Regions from separate parts of the Rattus norvegicus genome. Here region 2 is linked to region 1. The links are chromatin contacts, called in public Hi-C maps. All regions are on one chromosome and are shown on one strand. Each heading gives the region's core, a stretch centred on a gene start, on an enhancer-like site or on the middle of the called end of the contact. The rest is flanking DNA. Distances are from core to core; before and after follow the strand shown. Region 1 holds the start of Vamp1 (vesicle-associated membrane protein 1). Region 2 holds the start of Plekhg6 (pleckstrin homology and RhoGEF domain containing G6).

What was found. A called contact is a pair of places that touch in the nucleus more often than the background predicts.
Region 2: a contact with region 1 is called in a Hi-C map of the A7r5 cell line, with 2.4 times the contacts expected there. The contact joins the promoter of Plekhg6 here to the promoter of Vamp1 in region 1. A contact is called at or near these places in 4 of 12 Hi-C or Micro-C datasets (the A7r5 cell line, hepatocytes, liver and 1 more).

What each region holds. Positions count from the first base shown.
Region 1 is chr4:159,695,071-159,702,570 of GRCr8, reverse strand. It overlaps Vamp1 (vesicle-associated membrane protein 1), which reads right to left and starts at 3,677. Exons shown (of 5, transcript NM_013090.2): 1 at 3,542-3,677; 2 at 478-604; 3 at 121-279. The coding sequence starts at 3,543.
Region 2 is chr4:159,864,590-159,872,089 of GRCr8, reverse strand. Plekhg6 (pleckstrin homology and RhoGEF domain containing G6) reads left to right here and starts at 3,968. Exons shown (of 17, transcript NM_001427743.1): 1 at 3,968-4,134; 2 at 4,511-4,728; 3 at 5,609-5,819; 4 at 7,004-7,150. The coding sequence starts at 5,682. It overlaps LOC134486640 (a long non-coding RNA gene), which reads right to left and starts at 535. Exons shown (of 2, transcript XR_010065941.1): 1 at 1-535.

The DNA of each region.
Region 1 (7,500 bases), core at 2,428-4,927:
CTCTGAATACTCTAGCGTACCCTGGTGGCCAGTACAGGAAATACATATCAAGGGGGCTTCCAGATTTCCAAGGAAAGCAGAGAAGTCAGTGGTTCTCTCTGGAGAGGCAGGGACTCTCACCTTGCAGTTTTTCCACCAATACTTCCTTTTTAGCTTGGCAGCACTGCTCTCAAACACTGACGCTCCTGCCTGCAAGGCGTCAGCTCGGTCATCCAACTCTGACAACTTCTGGTCCCTCTCCAAGACCTTGTCCACATTCACGCGCATGATGTCCACCACCTGAGGAGACAGCAGGAATAAAGATGCTGAGAGTTTTTCCCTAGAGATGGAGAAAATGAATGGCCTAGAGATCGAAAGCCAGGGCCTTTTAATCCATGGGATGCCTTGTCCACCAGAGCCTTTCCCCTATAAAAATGAGGAAGACAGGTAAACCCATTCTTGATTTAGACACTCTCATGGAGTGTGCCAGGTGCCTACCTCCTCCACTTGTGCCTGGGTTTGCTGTAATCGTCTGTTACTGGTCGTATTGGGAGGAGGACCAGGAGGACCCCCACCTGGGGCAGCCCCTTCTGTCCCTTCAGCAGGTGGCTGAGCTGGAGCAGACCTGTGGAGAGAAGTGAAGAGTACACAGAATAACCGAGACAAGAAAAGAATCGCGTGTCCTCACCTCACGAAAATGGAAAGCTCCTCGTTTTAGCTCCTGAGCCATCGCAAGTCCTGAGATGCAAACTCAAGCATATCCTCTGGCACAATGGCCACAGGGACAACTATGCCAGCCTTGACCTAAATGGAATTAGGCTGGCCACGTGAAATAAAATGGGACATCCCAATCCATGGGAAGAGAACTTTGTAGGGACCACTAAATTGCAAGGACACTTGAACTCTGAAGCCTGAATGTGAAAGAGGCAAGCTGATGACCCTGCTTATGGGGGTGAGGGGCATCTGGTTCCCAGTACTGTTTCACTGTGTAATTGTACATTATGGCTGCTGCAAAGACAGCTTGGAGAACCTCCAAAAGCAAGGTCTGTAGAGCTGGAGTGAATCAGGGCTGTTTGTATTATTCTTGACAAAGAAGATAGGAGCTTCATTTAAATTGAATCTGATGTGAGGCCTAATACAATTACACAAATTGTTCCAAAGCACAGAGCAGAAGCAAAAAAACGTTCGAAACAGTCCTCAGTGTACATGCAGCATAGACACTCTGTTCATTCTCCTTCAGACTGGGCAATGCCTCAGGATAGTCCCCTGGTCCCCTGTCACAGAAGAAAGCTTCAACTGCACTACTATGCATGTGAGGACCAGTCTCTCTTCCAGCACCACTGAGGGAAAGCAGTCCCAAGGTCTAAGAAGGGAAAAAGTAATGCAGGGTGGATTGGGTTTGGTTTTGATTTGTGTTTTGGTTGGCTGGGCTTTTTGTTTGTTTTGTTTCGTTTTGAGATGAGTCTCATGAAGCCCTGGCTCTCTATGTAGACCAGGCTAGCCTGAAATGCAGATTCACCTGCCTCTGCCTTCCATCCGCTAGGGTTAGAGCAAGTGTGGTGTCTTGAAGATAAACTTCTCTCTGACATTCATCAGCTAATGAGTTTCCAGAATTAAACCTACAGAAGATTTTTTTTTCTGCCATGGTGGGGGCCACACAAGCAAGATAAAGAGAGAAATTTAAATTTTAATGTAATAGGATTTCTTAAGTGCTAAAAAAAAGTCTTTGCTAGAAAAGTCCAAGAATAAGTACTGTAAAGTTTAAGCCACCCAAAAGTTGCTAAAAACGTGAATTCCTTGACTAATTACAGCAGAATATGTAGACTCTTCTTTTCTATTACTAAGTGAAATGTCCGGTAGACAAAATATAATAGTCCCTCAGCGAGACTCTATAGCAGATGAAACCGGCTTCTTCTACTTAAAGGGTCACTTTCCCATTTTCTTCCTAGACGTGAAGGAGGGCACAAAGCCATGGGAGCCACAAGATCCCACTGCTATTGCGCTAGCTAAGCAATCTAGCTCTAGACCAGAGGCAGGGATTTCAATGAGTTGGTAGCAGCTAGTGTTGGAAAGAGTCCAGGATGGTGGCACCAATGACAAGATTAAGGTCAGAGACCTCGTGATTCCCTGCTAGCCACCATGCTTTCTCCACCTCCTTCCAGACATCACACATGAACTCTTGCAGCCAGTCAGCTGAAGAGGACCCTCCCCCCACCCCAAACATCTAGATCTATATATGGGCTTAAAAACTGCACAGAATGTCAAACCATAGACCTCAAAGAGGCAGGATAAAATGAGTGTATAGCTTTAGAGGGCTCACTTTACTATTTGTTGGGAGGTAGAAACACTCCACCCTAACCTATCCAGGGAGTTACAATCCTTATGTAATACAAAATCCCCTCCCCCTTTGTCAATAGAAGCAATGCAAGAGGAGTGTGGTGGTGCACACCTTCCATCCCAGGGTTTGGAAGGCAGGGGCAGGTGGATCTCTGAGCTCAGGGTTAGCCTTATCTATAGAGGGAATTCTGAGACAGCCCAGGCTACACGGAGCAACCCTATATGGAAAAACCAAACAAAGGAGAGAGGGAGAAAGGAAGAAAGAGAGAGGAAGAGGAGGAAGGGGAAGGGAGGGAGGGAAGGAGGAAGGGACGGAGGGAGGGAGGGAGGGAGGGAGGGAGGGGGAGAGAGAGAGAGAGAGACAGAGAGAGAGAGAGAGAGAGAGAGAGAGAGAGAGAGAGAGAACACACAAATACAAATACATCTAGCACCAGGCAAGCGATCCAGATAATAAGTGGAAGGAAAGAAAATCCTTCATTGTGTGTATGTGATCCTAAAGGGAAGGTCTGAATTTATCTAGCCACAGATCTTCAAAGGGGATGAAGCCGAAAACAGCTAAAGACTAAACTATGCTTTTGATAAAATGAAGAATTCACTGTTCTCCCTATTTCTCCTCCGATATTTGGCTAGGATTTGATCACTGGAAATCACCTTAGCATAAACAGCTGCATTAGGATCTCATACTACTGTCCCCTGAGACTTTCTGAGCTGCTCACAAGGCGCCACAGAACTAGCAAGTAAGTTTCTGCAGCTTTGCTCACAGCCATGAGGCAGGTACATCACACTTTGGGTGAGGGGCATGCACAAATCCAGAGACTGCGGGCAACCCAAGTCAAGAATGGACAGGTGCACTATAGTGTAAGTCTTCCCAGAGGCTTTAACAGACTCTGTCAAACAAGAAAAGGTCTCCGAGTTTCCTGTCTAAATCTATACCTCCCCCACTTTTTTCCCCTGTGGGGGTTCCACCACCCAAAGACAAGAGAGGAGGGTGCAATGAACGTGGGACCCCCGCACCCTCGCCCTGCCGTGAAGTGCCAGCCGCAGCTGGTGCGGGATGGAGCGCTGCCCGCATTCCGGGGTGGCCCGGTCTGGGGGCCGCGCGAGGTGGTGGTTCCCGGCGTCGCCGCAGCTGCTGCAATGCGCCATTTTCCGTCCCGCAGAGTCGGACACTGCGGGGGAGAGCCTGTAAAGAGGTGTCGAGGACCCTAGACCAGAATCAACTCACATTTTTCTGAAAGAGGAAGTGGAGGTCCGTCCCCTCTCTAGAGAATGCAATGAGACAGGCAGGGAGACGCTGCGGCTGAAGTAGACGGAACTGCCGAGCTCCGCCTCACGCGAGCCACCCGGAACTCTAACTGCGGTGGAACTTACTGCAGGTGCAGCGCCGACTGTCGGCTTTATTAGACATGACCACGCCTCGTGGATGACGTCAAAATCTCCAGGTCCAATCCACCTGGGGCATATCCTGCTAGTCCCGCCCCCACGACTACAGCAATTACCGTTGTCCTCTTATTTCTATTTCTTCCCTGACCAATACAAGAGTGGCTTGTTTTACGTCCAGCTCAAACTCTGAGGGCTGTCTCTCAGCGGCTGAGTTATACCTTTTATGGTGCCTACCAACCAATCGCTGAGCTGGAGGCTGCTGTCACTCTTATCGCTCCCGCCCACAGGCACCTGGCGAAAAGGAAACCCAGGTGACCTAGACTCTGAAATCCAACTGGCCCCGGAGGTTCAGCAGTGAATGCATATTCATGAAGCCCTTGGCTGTAAGGCCACCCGGTGCCTGCCTGAGACCCTAAAATCCACAAAGGCTTTGTTAGTTCTTCTCTTCCGATATAGCCTGCCCTATATTGAACTTCGTCCCTAAACCTGTTCTTTCTAAGTTACCACAGCGAGTTAATTAACTCAGTCCAGAAACCTGAACTAAACTAGACATCCCTATTTTCTGTTTTTGCTTTGTTTTGGTTTTTCGAGATTTTTTCTTTTTATATTTTTCATTTTTTTATTTTATGGTACAAGTTTTTGCCTGCATCTATGCATGCCTGGTGCCCTTGGAGGCCGGAAGAGGGCGTATTCCCTGGAACTTGAATTATAGATGGTTTTGCGTGCATGCGAGTGCTGGGAACCAAACCCTCTGTAAAAGCAGTATGCTCTCTGAGCCATCTCTCTACAGGCCCAGCCCTTTCCTCTTTACCCCTCCTCCAAAAACTAAGTGGAATCGATTTTCCGTCTCAATACTTAAAGACTTTCTTTTTTCTTCTTATCGTATCCCTTTCCTAGACACCAATTGTAAAACGCGACATTATTTTCTGTTTCACATCTTTAAACGGATCTATATACGTGATTGCATTTTCTTAGCCTTAGAATTTTTATTTCACATTTAGTGGAAGCTTGGGTTTGTATGCAGTGTAAGTTTTTATATCTCACTCTTGGGTATTCATGCAAAGGAAGAGAGAAAATAACAGCATTAACAGAACAGCTACACCTTGACATTCAGAGACTTTTTTCCCCCACCAGAAACAGAGGTTTGTGTAGTCCAGGCTGGCTTCAAACTTGAAATATAGTCAAGAATGACCTTGAAATTCGGATCCTCCTAGTTCTGCTTCCTGCATGCTGGGATTGCACAAGTGTACAGCCTTGGCCGGTTTCTGCAGTGCTGAGCGTCCTTCTCTGTTCCTTTTGCCTGCTAGGCAGTCACTTTGCCAACTGAGCTCCATCCGCATGCCCCAGAGACCATCTCTCAGAGAGTCCTGGTTTTCACTCAGATGTCCGCCCACATGTTGTAGTCCTATGTGCGAGCCCTTAAGTCTTTGATGATGCAGCATGTCCTTACTAGATGGAAGATACTCCTTTTCTCCCTCTGGAACTTCCTTTCCAGTGCCTGGCATGCACTCTGCAAGTTTTGACATTTTGACGCTCACAAGCAAATATGACAAATACAGTGTGGGTAGTGCCGGATTAAGAGCTACAGAAAAATTGTTGCCAAATGGCAAGAGAAAGATGGAAAGGGGGGGGGCATCCTAGATCCAGTCGTGTTCCCACATACCTGTCTAAATATCACAATCACCATACATGGCATTTATTTTTCTTTTCTGAAATTGTTACTTCACATCCCCTCCCCCCATTTTTTTTTTTATTCTGTCGTGTCTTACAATTGATGATTTTGGGTTGGGAGCGATGCCCTTAAAACCCTCCATTATTGATGTTACTATTATGGTTAGAGTTAAATATGACTGGGTTCATGGAAAAACCCCAGCCAGCTGCAGAAGACTAATACCAATCTGGTGGTCAGGATGAATAATGATATGACAAAGTCGTGACCTTGCTAAGAAATATATCTGCTGTCAAGATGCCCAATGATATGACCTGTAACCTTTCTGAGAAACCAACATCCTGCTGACTAATGATGTGACAAACCTGTGACCTTTCTGAAAAACCAACATCCTGTTGACATCAGCTGACCACACGAATACTGTGTCCTTGGCCTGCGTAAATGTTTCACACTTCCCCCCTCCCTCTGTCACCCCTGTTATGGTATAAAATCAGCCTTGGGAAAAAATAAAATTGTTGCCTTGATCAGACTCTTGTCTTGGCATCCTTCTTTGCGTCTCTTGTCCCCCATTCTTTTCCAGGTACCCTCTGCACCCTCATTAACAATTTTGGTTTTGGTTTTTAAGATGTGGGGGGGTGTTTTGTTTGTTTGTTTGTTTTTGTTGGTTTTTGTTTTGTTTGTTTGTTTTTTATAGCTGTGGCTGTCCTGGAACTCACTCTGTAGACCAGGCTGGCTTCATGCTCAGGGACTCACCTGCCTCTGCCTCCCCAGTGCTGGGATTAAATGTGTGCACGGCCGCTCCTCAGCTTTTAGGTCATTTTGCCCCATAGTGGGTATGACTTTGACTCCCTGCAATGGAACAAGCCGTATTCCCACCTCAGCCCCCCAAATGCTGGGAGGACACTGAACGAGCATTTTAAAAGTAGGTTCGGGGTTGGGGATTTAGCTCAGTGGTAGAGCACTTGCCTAGCAAGCACAAGGCCCTGGGTTCGGTCCCCAGCTCCGAAAAAAAGAATAAAAAAAAAAAAAAAGTAGGTTCATGAGCTGACAAGAAAGTAAACATGGACTAAGACCAAACAAGGGAAAGCTAATACCCAGAGTCAGCTGAGCATTGTGCCTCGGGGATACCAGTCAAGCACAGGAAACAGCATGGCAGTCTTACTCAAAGTTCAAAACCTAACAGAATTCCCTACATAAAGCTGGAATCCCTATATTGGCAACTAAGGGAGTTTTTAAAGTACTGGTACCCTGTGTTCCTCAACTGACATTATTTGCAAACTAGGAGCCTGCTAAAGCTCTCTTTGTCTTTTTAAATATTTGAATTCATAACCTCGAATGATGTTTTTAATACTTTGCCTGAAATCCTAGTTTTATTCACTTCTGAAAGCTTTAGCATCTCTTCCTCCTAAAATCATCACGGCAAAATTCTCCAAGTGGTCTGGCGTTGACTTAGCACCCGGCACCAGCAGGAGCAATGCAGACCTCCCTGGTGAGCTCCTCTTCAATGGAGGCCTTGGGAAATTTCCACAGAGACAGCTCCAAGAGAAATAAATTGCGATCATATGCTGAAAACAGATCAGGAAAGAAATGCCAAGAACCAGAGAGACAGGCACACGAATTAAGGAAATTAAAGAACCATGCCAAGTAGTTCAACGTCTGAGTAATAAAGAATATGAAAGGAAAAAACAGGATGTATGAGAAAAGGAAATGGGTGGACAAGGGATTAATCATAAAATAAATGCAGCAAAACTTTCCAGAACTAAATGAGCCTGCCCAGACCAACTAGTGGATCCTAGCTACCACAATGAAAGAAAAGGGATCATATTAAAACACACCTGTCTGTACTCTCAGAACAGAAGAGAAAAACAGAAGGCTTTAAAGTCTTTCAACAAGAGAACATGGAACAGGAGCGAGAAGAGCACCATCAATGCAGGAGAATAGTTCAGTGGCTCCTAAAGAACTCTCAGGGGCTAGAGAGGCTCAACAGGATAGAGAACTGGCTGCTCTCCCAGAAGACCCAAGTTTGGTTACCAGCACCCAAATGGTGCCTCACAACCATGTGTACCTCCAGTTCCAGAGAATCTGGTGCCTTTTTTTGGTATTCACAGGCATTGCACATACATATACCTGTG
Region 2 (7,500 bases), core at 2,719-5,218, 170 kb before region 1:
GTGCCCCCAGCAGACGCCTCACATTCCCACAGTGCCTCAGCCTCTTTCCATGCTAGAATAGACAGACATCTTCACACATTTGAAAGAGCGTCAAACGCTTTCCTGATGAGCCATCCCCATCCACATACTCTGCTTAGCCTGCCGATGAAGGGTAATACTAAACCAAGGGTGATCATAGGAAATCATCCAAACACCAGCTATCAAAAAACAGGCGGGAACAGAGAGAGAGGTGACAGTGTGGGCAAGTATCCTCCAAATGAAATGTTCTGGGTCTTCCAGTTCAGTGCAGTGCCATTGGGCAAATACTGAGGCTAGGCTAGCGCCACCATGCTTTATGCAAGGGGCTATCTCTGCTTCAGGGACATTTAGTCAAGGGCCAGGACACACACAGAGAGATAGCTGCGGGGCTGGAATAAGAAAGTGGCAGAGCCTTTGAAGAAACACTGTGGGGCTGGAGAGATGGCTCAGCGGTTAAGAGCACTGACTGCTCTTCCACAGGTCCTGAGTTCAATTCCCAGCAACCACATGGGGGCTCACAACCATCTGTAATGGGATCTGACGCCCTCTTCTGGTGCGCCTGAAGACAGCTACAGTGACTTATATATAATAAATAAATCTTTAAAAGAAAGAAAGGAAGAAAGAAAGAAAGAGAACTGTGAGTGGGGCCACCCAGAGGTGATCGGCTTGGAGGTGGGATTACCCCTAGGGAGCCATCAAAGCAGACGAGTCTGGAAGACCTGACCTTTCAGTATTTCTGTTTGTTTGTATACAAGCCCTGGATAATACTGAATCTCTGGTCCTCATGCCTCCGCCTCCCCAGTGCCAGAGTAAGAGTCACGTGCCACCAGGTTACACTGATGTGGGGAGTCAGGCTGTGCGCTTCACACGTGCCAGGCCAGCACTGAGCCAACTGACTGAGCCATGCCCCGGCCCTCCTTGTTTCCTTTTAAAATTTTCTTCCCAATTGTATTTATGTGTGTGAGGAGGTCTGAGTCTCTCCTTCCACTAGGTGGGTCCTGAGGCCTTTGTTTTCCCAGTCTTCTCCTTAGCCTTGTTTGCTAGTTTTTCTGCCAGGGTCTCACTGTGGGCACTCATGCTTCAGCCTCCTGGGAATGGGGGACAAGTGTACATCACACTCAGCTCCCAGCTCCCAGCTCCTTTACATGAAAGCTCTTCCACATCATGGGTCTTTGTTCATCCTTTGTCCCAAAAGTGTCCTTCCTGCAGCCCCGCCAGCATCACCGTTTGCACTCAGCACTGTGGTCTCAGTACAAAGCTCAACTCCTCCATGAAGCCTTCCTTCCTATGTAGGAGCTGGTCCCTCTTACGTGTGCTCATGGTTTCCAGCCCATTAAGTCTATGTCTACCTTTATCAAGGTTCTGTCTACCCATCTGTCTCTCCACAAGTCTGGAGGTCCCTGAGTCTGGGTGGCATTCTCTCATTTATCTCAAGATTCCTGAGACCTCCCACAGGGGGACAGGAGGAAGCAAGGCAGGGAGAACAACGGGAGGCCAAGGCCAACGGAAGGCACCAGTGACCCAGCTGCCTTGCATGCATTGTCTTCCATGACCTGCTCAAGCCCCCAGTCTGTCCCCAACTCTTCAGAAAAGACATGAGTCCCATTGGCTGCCTCCTGTGGCTAGTAACTCCTAGCACCTCATTAACAAAGATGGCCCACCTCTCCCCAGGGATGTGGACTGGGTCGAACTTAAAGCTCAGTTCATCTTTGGCACCTTCCCGCCTCTTGAAGCTTTGTGCCTACCCCGCAGATTCACCGCTGGGCCCCAAAGTTACCTTTCAGACAGAGCCTTTCGATCCTCCAAACTCAGATCCCAGGACACCTCATCAGCTGGGAGCCTGATGAAGAGCATCTGGCCCAGGGAGGAAACTGAGGCATGGTCAAAGAATGTGACCCATGTTCTGGCTACTGGGAACTTCTAAGGAAACAGAAAAAGGAAAGAGGTATCCAGAAGGTCCCCTGTGTTCTAACCAGTGACTCCCAGCCCCTCCTGGCAGAGGTTCAGCCTCTGGCACCCTAGTCTTCAGTCGAGTGAGGATTCAGTTCCTCTCTGCTTGTGCTTCCTTCTCAGCCCGCCCCAGGAGTCTGCCCTCCCCAGTTCAGAAGAGCTTGGTTGTAGAAAGGACGGCCAGACAGAGCCAGAATAGAAGGAACGAACCAAGAAAGCCTTTGAGTCCACCTGCCCACACACCAGGAGCTGGCCACACCTCTGTCTTTAGCTGTGTCTGGGAACCTCTCCTCCCAGGGAGACTTGATACAGGCCCCAGGGGCACTGGGAGGTGGAGGTGGGACCTCAGTCCTGAGGGAAGGGAAAGGGTTAACTCTGCCTGGGTCTATGGGAGGCATCAGCAGCTCATCCCAGGTGGGGGGGGTGGAGGGGGGGGGCAGGGGTGGGGGGGTGGAAGTCCAGGATTGTCTCTGTCACCCTCTCAACTCCAATTTCCCTCTTTCTTCTCCTTCCACCTTTATCTGGGAAACAGTGGGAGGAGGAGCCAAGAGCCCTCAGCCCCGACCATCTCCGGGGTGTCATTTAATATGGCCAGTAATCACCACCAACTGGTTCCTTAACTCTCTCCCACGGCTACTCACAGTCACTGCATATGTCTTCCTCTTCTCCTGGCCCCGCACAGTGTGACTGCTAGGAACAGGCAAACACTACATCCTTAACAAGCAGGGATCCAACTCCTTCCCCCCAGGGCACACAGCTGGGGGCAGGATGCAGGATGGAGGTAACCAGAGGGCTCCTCTGTAACGCTGAAACCTCACCACATCATAATTTGAAAAACAACACTGGAGAGCAAATTGTGGCTGAGAACAGGAACACACATTCAAATAACCAATAAAGGTTGCCTCTCGCCATGGGAGAGGGTGAGAATTACAGCATCCCCCCCAACCCCCCACTCCCACCCCTTCACCCTCCCCACCCCCACCCCCAACCCGGCTCTGAACACTTCTGAAAGGGTTTTGAGGACTTTGGGATGCTTTGTGTGGTGAGAGGTTGTGTCAGTCCAGTCCATTGGCAGAAGGAAGATCCCAAAGTGGACCTCAGACCTGCCCACGCCTCTACAGAGACGACTGCCTCTGGATCACACATCCATGAGATGATGCCTCTCATTTCTTCCCTCAGACCAGACAACGTGACTTGGGAATGTGGGGCGGGGTGTGGATGAGGGGGTGGGGCTTTCACATCACCTCCAACCAGTGCTGTACCACTTTGGAGAAACTGTTCAGTTTGTAGCCTTTAGGAAAGCCACGCTGGCCCAAGGGCAGTACGGTGGGAAGGTGCCCTCACCTGGTATCACCCTCCTTCCAGGCTTAGGTAATGGGAGGACTGTTGGGTATGGGCTAAGCCTGGCCCCAGACCCCTCCCTGAATCAAACGCAAAGTCCACAGAACCTTCCGCCCTGTTGCCAGGGAAGGCCAGCAAGTCCACTGGAGATAAGGGCTACACTTTGGACTCTACTCCATGGCCAGAGGACGGCCATAGTGACGAGGATCCCTGGGCCTACGCCCTTCCTGATGCTAGGCTGGCTCCCTTTCAGGGTAACGGTCTAGGACAGGCAAGAGGGGAAAGGGTGCAACGCAGGGAAGGTTACCTGCCACAAGTCACTTGGTCATTACCTCACCGCCTCCGCGTAGCGGCGCCCAACCTCTCATTTACCCCTCATTACCCTGGCGCCTGGCAGGGGTCTGGCCGGGAAGGGAAGACGCGCTGGTGGCCTGCGGGTGGCACTGGTTCCAGCCCCTGACCCCGACCAGGTGACAGATTGCTGACTAGTTCAGGTGCAAAAGAAAGGGAGAAGGCACACACCGCGAAGTGAGCACTCCTGGTCTGGGGTTGGTGTACCGGAGTCCGGCTCCGTCCGGGTGACCGGGACCGCGACGCTGCACGGCTCCCAGGGAGGGGGAGGTGCCAGCCCGCGTCCCGCCCCTCTGCCGCCACCTTCACCTCCCCTCCCGGCCCCGTGCTGCCTGGTCCCGCGGGCCGCTCGGTCCTAGTCCCCAGGCTGGGACAGTGGGACTGCCATCGCCAAAGAAGCTGACAACGACCCGGATTCCCACCGGATCCAGCGGGCATCAAGGACAGCGGAAGCCCGGACACCTGCGCTCACAGGTGAGCACTTGAGAGGGCGAGTGCCGGTGGACAGGGACCCGGGGATCTGGGACAGGGTCGCCAGGCCTCAGAAGGAGGAGGGAAGGAGGCCGGGAAAGAGGGAGGGAGAAAAACTGGGCCTGGGAAAAGATAGAAAGGGTGGGAGTGGGGAGGGATAGTAAGGGAAGCAGGGGAGGGAAGGGCGGGGGACTGCCCTCAGGGGCTGAACTGTTGTTGCCCCGGGGCGAGAGACGTAATGAGCAATCTCCTCTGCGCAGAAGTCAGAGAAAGTTAGGGGAGAGAAAAGGAGGTGCTCAGGGACCAGCCGATGGGAAACCAGCCCCTGTATAGTGTGTGTTATTGAGTCCAACTCCCATTAAGGGCCTCTTCTCCTCAGGCCCTGCCTACTGCAAGGGATGGGTCTTCCATCCAGGTCTGGAAAAGAGGGGTGGAGTCCGGCATCTGACTTGCAGCTCCATGGTGGTGTCCTCAGAGGCTGGGAAAGACCGAACTTAGTGGGAGTGCAGCGGGTTGCCTCAACTAGGCTCGTCTCTACAGACCCTGTCTGACAGTTCTCCCGACTTCGCCAGATTGTGCGTGGACGTGGGGGTCCAGGTAAGGGGTGCGCAGACTTCTCAGGAAAGGGACAAGATTTATTGTAGAGCCTCTTGCCTACTGAGTCTCAGTTGCGACTAACAGAAAAGCAGCCATGGATGGCAGCCCAACCAGTAAGGGTGACCGGATGGCTGAACCGTGATAAAACTAGATGTAACTCATGGAATGGGAACTGTGTGTATTGTTTTTCATTTTCCCCAAACATTATTATTATTATTAATTATTATTATTATTATTTTTTTTATTATTAGCTTTCCCCCCTACTATTTAAAAACGTAAACGTTGCCAAGCCCAGTGGAATATGTCTGTGATCACCGTCCTCTAGGAATTCAGTCAGGGGAATGCAGAGTTGAAAGGTGGTCTAACCTGAGTTACACAGTGTGTTCCAGGTCAGCCCGAGCTATGAGACCCTCCTGTCTCAAATCAGGAAAGAAAATAAAAGCCGTTCTTAGCCCACAGTCTGTCCCAACACGAGGGACCCTCTTGGCTGTCTCGAGTCAGTTTTACCCCTCCCAGTTCATGGAGTTTGTGCAGTGTTGACAAAGGCAATGCAAGAAAGGAGACACCTAAGTGCGAGAGGACCCGGCTACCTGCGGCTATCTAGAGTGCTAGACATGCCTGCGACCCTTGCTCCCAGCTGCTCTTGAGGCTACAGCATCCTCTGAGGCTGAAGTGTGGATGTTTCCTACTTGTAAAGCAGATGTTCCTACCCAGCCTGCACCTGGACCTGCCTTCCCTCTACTAACCTGTAGTTAGCACACACCCCTCCTCCCTCAAGTGATCACCACCTGGCCCTCTTCCTCCCCACTCTGGTCTTTCCTTGCTGTCTGACCAGCGGAGACATTCCTTACTAATACAGCCTGGGCTTTCTGTCTTGCAGAAAAGGGGACCCCCACCCCTTTCTCCTGGACATTGGAGATATGATCCTCTGGGGGTAACTCAGGAAAGAAACAATGCAAACCTTTGATCCTCCAAATGAGGGCCCCCTCCAAGGCCTGGTTGCTTCCCGAATTGAGACTTATGGGGGCCGTCACCAGACCTCTGCCCAGAGTTCTGCTGGGATTACATATCCCAGAGGAGGTCCTGCATTGGTGAGTTGGCCTGTGCCCGGAAGGTGACCTGGGTGGGGCAGGAGGGATGACACCAAGGCTTTGAAGTCTGTCCCCTTCTAGTTTCACAGGCTGCTCTATTCTTGTCCCTTAACCTCCTCCACTTTCCGGGGTTGCTAGGGTGAGGGAGGGGGCAGTGCCTGGGCCAGGACACCCAGCCCCAGACAACAGAGTGGGAGAGGCAGGGAGCTCAGAAGAGGGATTGGGAAGCATTTCTGAGTTACCATTGCACCGGGGAAAGGCATCTTTCAGTCTCTACTTGAGCTGGGAGGAGTCAGAAGCTCCCTGAGTCAGGGCTGAAGAAGAGCAAAGGTTCAGGGTGCCCCTGTTCTCACAGGGGAGGCGGGGGAGTGGCCTGAAGGGTCACCGTCCCGCCCCTGGCTCCACCTGCCCGGGCCACTTCCAAGCCTCGTAGAGGAAAGGGGTGTGGAAGCCAGGGCTTAGGCTGTTTCTGCCCTCAGTGCTTCCTTAAGAACAGTTCCTCTTCTAGCTGGGGGTATTCCCTGCCTCCCTAGAGGATTCCACCCCTGGAAACGGAGACTTGCCCAGGCAGAGGGCAGAAAGGGACACTAGGAAGTATGTGAGGCCATTCAGGCCAAGGCAGACAAAGAATGTGACCAGGCCTGCCTTGGGAGGAGACTTGTGGCTTCAACCTCTAACACAGAAGGGCAGCAACTCCCAGTGGCATAGGACGCTAGCTGCAGGCCCTAGGGAAGAGGCTGAACCTTTGTGGTCTCTCATTCCCACATGTGAGGGAGCCCAGCCGCCCACCAAGGGATGAACTCAGAGCACAGCACAGATTATCCACTGTTCCTGTGAGTCCGTGGCACAGAAGGCATGTGTAGAGCGGGGCAGAAGCTGGGCAGCCAATGCAGAGCCCAGGCGTGTGTGTGCCTGTGTACCAGCTCTGCAGGAGGCCTCAGCCTCTACCTCCAGGTTCCCTCAGGAGCCAGGCAGGCATGCCCCTGCCCAGCTGAACTTGGCCTCCCTGGCAGCAGCAGCAGTGACTCAAAGCAGCAGCAACTCACACCAAACTGGTTTGATGAGAGCAGTGAGCCAGCCCAGCGTGCAGGGGCAAGGGTGACGGACCGAGCCAAGCTCATTCCTTACCACCTCTCTAGTATTTCTGGTACTCCCAGAACATCCTCTGTCTTCTCCTCCCCCAGGACCTTAGTCGCCGACGCCTACAGCACTATGTCCCCTTTGCCAAGGGTTCCGGCCAGACCCGAGGCCTGTCTCCTCAGGAACCAGACCCAGAGAAGAGACATGGAAACTATTTTGGGGTTGGCTCACCTTACTTCCCCAAATTCAAGGTAAGGATTCCCTTGACTTCTGTCCCAATGCTCACAGTCCCAGCCACGATGGCAGAGAGAGAGAGAGAGAGAGAGAGAGAGAGAGAGAGAGAGAGAGAGAGAGACACCACTGAGAGCAAGCACCTTTGAGAAGTCAGACAGGCACAGCTCTCTGCAGAGGCACTCTCCAGAAGAAGCTCTGTGCGTGGCTGATACGCTGGATCCCATGAGACTGAACTATTAATATTAAATTCCCTGCTTTGGGGGCTGGAGAGATGGCTTGGCAGTTAAGAGTACGGACGTTTCTTCCAGAGGACCTGGGTCCAATTCCCAGCACCAACAGACACAACAGCTCACAACTGTCTGTAACT